Regions from separate parts of the Ovis aries genome. Here region 1 is linked to region 2. A link is a contact called in public Hi-C data. All regions are on one chromosome and are shown on one strand. Each heading gives the region's core, a stretch centred on a gene start, on an enhancer-like site or on the middle of the called end of the contact. The rest is flanking DNA. Distances are from core to core; before and after follow the strand shown. Region 1 holds the start of C2H2orf76 (chromosome 2 C2orf76 homolog). Region 2 has its middle 40 kb from the start of MARCO.

Region 1 (2,700 bases), core at 190-2,689, 450 kb before region 2:
GATGTCGCCCAGTTCTCCTGGACAAGGTACGGCTGTGGATGTTGTGGGTGGAGTCTTGTTCTCTTCACCGTGAAGTCTTGTCATCTTGTCCATGTCACTCCATCCCACTGAAGCCAGGATCTCAGAATCGCACACCTTGGCTATGACAATAGGTACACGGTCCGGGGCAGCAACAGTGATGGCCTGATGAGTGGACACATAACCCAGATAGGGCAGTCCCGGGCTTCATATAGGTACACTGTGCTAGTCCCCTTGCTCTGGGTCTCTCAGGCGAGTCATCAGCTTGGGCTGTGTGTGGCCTCAGCCCTCCTCCTGGCATAAGGTAACCCATCCACAGCAGGAGGGAAGCAGGTCAATGTCTATTTTCCATAGCAGACCATCACAGCTCCCGGATCCAGTCTGAGTGGGCTCCCCAGTTCCTATCTTGAGAGCAGGGTTTGCTGTGGGAGTTGAAACAAGTGGAGGAAAAGACCCCCAAGGAGGAAGCTGGGGGCTCCCTAGAGGGTTGGTCACTTTCCATCCAGTTTTTGGATATTCAAGATGTGTTATATATGAACACATATTTTTTGGCTGGCAGCATCTTAGTTCCCTGACCAGGGATTGAACTTGGCCCCTCGACAGTGAAAGAGTCAAATCCTAACCACTGGACAGCCAGGGAATTCTCAAGATGTATCATATTTAAAATCTATGATTATTATGTTGTTTCCAGATATTTTATAGCTGGTATGAATGCAAATTACTTTCTTATACGTAATAATACAATTGAATAGAGGGTCATGAGCACAATGTTCTTCCTTATTTCTTTGCATTTTGAGAGAAATTGTTAAATGAGAGAAAAACACAGTTTGAGCCCCTTCCTAGCAAGCTCCAAGGCATGACAACTGTTTCCCAGAGCTTCAGATAGTTATCGCTTTATTAGAGTCACCTCTGGCTCTCAGTTTCCAAATTGAGACAAGTCCAGAGTTTTCCACTTTTATCTTCTGCTTCAGTTATTTGTGATCATGATCAAGACTGCATCGTAGTTAATCACGGAGGATTTTATTCCAATCAGAGTTGCAGTACTATGTATCTTAATAGGTTGACGATCCAGCAAAGAATGTGATGGTAGAAATGGGCATCTCTTTTCTAGGGAGAGAATAGGTTTTACTTTCCAGTGGCTTAAAACACTGATGACTCTCTTATTCTTCAGGCGGTGGCTCCAAAGAATGAGGCATGTCCCAGGCAGGAAAGCAGGCATGGCTGGAGCAGGGCAGCAGCTTCATCAGCAGAGGCTGAGGCACTAGTACATTGAATGGCTTTGCATCCCGGCCAGGAGGGGGCGCATGTCCTCCGACTATTGACCCCGAGCGTCCTGCTCGGCCCTTAGTGGCCGGCAGGTGGAGCCAGAACCTTCCTGGCCTCTGCACGGGCGCATGCGCACCTCTCCGGCGTCCTTGGCAAGGAGCGGATTTTTCCCTTAGGAAGACGGAGGGCCCGCTGCGGTGGCTCTGGGGCAGTTGCCTGGCGTCGTCGCGTCCGAGGCGGCAAAGCGCTTCCGGCTACGCCGCGCGTCTGAGGAGGTGATCATGTGAAGGGGCTGGTTGTGCAGCGGGCGCCGGTGCGGAAGCTGGGACGGAGGTCGTGCTGCCGAGATGTCTGTCAGGGGCAGGGTGGTTTGTGGGGGATGGCCACCCACTCCAGTGTTCTTGCCTGGAGGATCCCAGGGACGAGGCAGCCTGGTGGGCCGCCGTCTATGGGGTCGCACAGAGTCGGACACGACCGAAGCGACTTAGCGGCAGCAGCAGCAGCACAGATGTATCGTCGTGGAGGGAGATGCGGTGCTGGGGACCCCGCAGCCTCGGGAGAGGGATGAGGAGGACTCAGGACCGGCCTTGGGAGACGCAGGATCCCTGGGCAGAAGGGAGAGTTTACAGTTATCCCCGTTCTTCCGTTACTGTTTGCTCACTTGCCCTCGAAAAGTTATAAATATGTCTGTTTTCCTTACTGACTGAGAGTGTTTGCCTCCCCTTGTCCACAGGGCACTGAACTATTCAGTCCCTGGTGCAAAGATCTTTACTAAATTCCTGGTCTGTGCGGACAATACGGATAGAATGGAATAGTAGTTGAAAAAATACTGAAAAAGTAAAGAGGAAGTGTGTTACATTACTTTAATATTTTAAGTATGCAAAAACCAGGATTTTCTATAACTTTAATTTCCTGACTTTAAAGGAATGCAAATTATCTAAAATATACTTAATATACTTCTTAACCTCATTTCCAGATTAAGATGCTTGGGAAAGGAGCTTATTAAAAAATAAGATTATAGACATTCTAACTTAGCATTCAAATAGAGATATACAAAATTAATCGAAATGCCTTCATATATTGAAGTTATTAGGAGAAAGTTTATAATTTACAAAAGTATTAAAAAAAATACTAGCCATGCTTGACAGTTTATTTTAACACAGTGGCCATCTTAGATATGTGTAAATATTAGGTCATTGAAACATCTTTTGCAGGATTACAATGCAACTAGACATGTTAAAATAATAATATCCAGGTTATTACCAAGTTTTTATAAGAATATAGTGAAAATACTGCAAATCACTTTTAGAAGATCCAAAGACAGTTGTGATTTAAAAAAAAAATACTAGCCATTGCGTATTAAGATAATTTAAGATGAATTATATTAAAACTCAAAACTTTAGCATATGTAAGAGC
Region 2 (2,700 bases), core at 132-2,631:
GTCATGCCCAACATTTGGCGGCCCCAGGCCCCTAGCCTGCTCTCCAACGGTTGAGAATGCTGTCCTGCTAATTTTACCCAGTTCCTCTTCAGCCCCACAACTAGCCACCAGTCAGCCACAGCACCAGCATGCCACATGCTGCGGCCAAGTTCTGTGGTCACTGTGGTTCCAAAGGGGTTTCCTCAGCTTAGCTCAGCCGGAGAGCTAATCAGAGAACCCACTTGGCAGACGTGCAGGCAGCAACTCTCCTGCTGTGTGAATCCCCCTCTACTTCTTATTAGCTGCATGTAGTTCTCTTAGGCCATTATTGCTATATAACAAACCACCCCTAAACCTAGTGGCTTTCAACCACAACCATCTGTGATTACTTACGGATTTATGGGTTAGTCTTCTGATGTGGGCCAGGCTTGACCAGTCTCAGCTGGGCTCACTAACGTGACTGTGGCCAACTGTACGCTGACTCACGGATGATGACCTCAGCGGGGGCAATTGGGTCATGCTTCACACACTTCACACTCCTTCACATGCCTCCTCCATTAAGTTTAGCCGGGGTTAGTTTCATATCATGGTGGGAATTCCGAGAGAGATAGTGAAAGCCCTGCTTCCTGTTGAGAAGAGCAGCAGTCACGTTGCAAAGGCTATCAATAGAAAGATGGTGAACTGGAGCCAACATACCGCAGTGCCAAACCTCGCAGAGACTCAGTTTGCATACTTGTTAGGTGGGAATGGTGTCCCTTGTATCGTGCTGCTGTGGTGTGCTGTGTTCTTCGATGGGATAGTTGGTCAGGTGTGGCCTCAAGAGGGGACCCAGAAGAGTTGTAGGGATTACACTCACCAAGACAGAGTCCCTACAGGTTGAGAGGGGCCCCAGGGAGTGGGTCAGCCACTTAGCCGGGGAGCCAGGAGAGGGTGAAGACTCATGGACAAGGGTCTTCACTGGGGGGTCAGCATGGGGTACACAAGCAAACAGTGTGAGGGGATTTCATTGGTGCATTTGAATATCACTAGGTCACAGTCACTGTGGGTAGGGGGAGGAAGGGGAATTTGTGGCAGGGTCTCAGCTTATCACACCGGTGCACCTGATTACCTGGGCTGGAGCTCACAGCCTGTTTGTGGCGATGCTGAGACAGTGAGTGGGAAGATAGGATCTCTTAAAATTTACAATTCACCTTGCAAAACTTGGACCCCATTTTGTTTCAAAAGCTAATCTCCTAAAGTGTGAAAGGCCTAGTGACTAGATTTGCCTTTGGAGAAAATCTTCCTATTGAGGAACCACTGCACAACAAGGATACGTCTCTTGCCAGAGGAAAGACTGTGAAGCAATACCAATGTTGAAAAGCTAAGTACTCTGTTTAGCATTCCTTCAGCGAGCCAGTCAGAAAATATTTATCACCAGTTTGTTGTGTAAGAGACATTATGTAAGAGAAACTGAATGAACAAAGGGCTGGATGTAACAGAGGGGAAATGAAACATCAAGGCTGCAGGAAGACTTTGTGAGGTTGTCAGGGGCACAGCCTTGTAAGTCACGATGGTGAGTTTGCCCCACTGCCTAAGGGAATGGGGAGCCACTGAAAGATGTAAGCATGGAGCGGCATAGTGAGCTGTATGATTTCTAAAGATCTGTCGGGCCGCTGCCTGCAGAACGGATAGGTGGTTGGTGGAGCATGGTGGAGGAAAGAGACTGATTAGAAGCGCCAAGCCTCCAGGCCACGGGGCAGTGGCCTGGACCGTGAAGGTAGTAGCGATGGAGAGACCTGAGTGGACTGGAGAGACTTTTGGGAGGTAAAATACTTGGTGCCTGGTGGAGGCGTGACATCTGACACCCAGTTTCTGTCTTGAACACTGGATGGAGGGAGCAGGTTTTAGCTGCCGAACTTTGAGGTGCTAGCGTGGAGGCAGCTGACATATATGTAGCCAGAGCTCAGGAGAGAGGTCTTCACTGGAAGTATAGATTGGGGGGTCAACACCTAAGAGATGAAAACCAAAGCCATGGGAGGGAAATTTTGGGTGTGTTGAACCATGTCTTTCAGCTTTCTTGCTGGAGGAGGGGAGGGGTCGGGGGAGGTTGGTCCATTCTCTGTAAGGATTTTTTCAGTTCTGCCTATAAACTATTATTTGTTCCTGTGGAAAGATTGTGTGTGTGTGTGTGAGAGAGAGAGAGAGAGAGAGAGAAGAGCGCATGTATGCTCACACATCCCTAAGGGTGATGCAAGGGGTCCCCCAGGTAGGAACCAGTCCCACAGTCCATCACTCTTGGAGGAGGCAGATCGTGGGAAAGGAGATGAAAATGGGAGAGTTGGGCCTGATGCTGCAGGGAGAACCCTCCTCTATTTCTGTCTCCTCATCTTTCCCGCCTTCCCCAGGGAAGGGCAGGGGGCTTTCATAATACCCTTCCTTCCTGCTTGCTCTGCTCAGACCACCTGGACTTAAAACACTGTGACCAAGTCAGCCAGGCTTGGCTTTTGATAAGTTAAATGGAAAAAACTAGAAAACTGTTTCTGCTTTCCACTCTGCTTTCATGGTTCTTCTGTTTCTAAAGAGGTTCAGGAAGTCACTTTGAGATTCAGATGGGAGAGATGACCCCTCCTCTCTGTTTCAGGTTGGACCTGCTCTTGACTTTCCTTGTGGGTGGGTAGGTGGGGGACTTGTTAGGATAGAAGGAATGGGCAATAAGCTTTGAGAGATAAGGATGTTGATAAG

The links. Hi-C and Micro-C count contacts between places; a contact is called where the count stands out from the background.
Region 1: a contact with region 2 is called in a Hi-C map of tail adipose tissue, with 4 times the contacts expected there. The contact joins the promoter of C2H2orf76 here to the enhancer-like site in region 2. A contact is called at or near these places in 4 of 16 Hi-C or Micro-C datasets (blood, hypothalamus, mesenteric adipose tissue and 1 more).

Annotation. Positions count from the first base shown.
Region 1 is chr2:184,767,183-184,769,882 of ARS-UI_Ramb_v3.0, reverse strand. It overlaps C2H2orf76 (chromosome 2 C2orf76 homolog), which reads left to right and starts at 1,439. Exons shown (of 8, transcript XM_060411179.1): 1 at 1,439-1,559.
Region 2 is chr2:184,316,907-184,319,606 of ARS-UI_Ramb_v3.0, reverse strand. No RefSeq gene overlaps it. Among named protein-coding and RNA genes, the nearest start is that of MARCO, 40 kb to the right of the region's middle. Within about 2 kb of position 1,381, at least 6 of the 54 cell types and tissues checked have an H3K27ac peak or open chromatin away from gene starts, as enhancers often do. A contact at or near this core is called in tail adipose tissue, where this site is marked.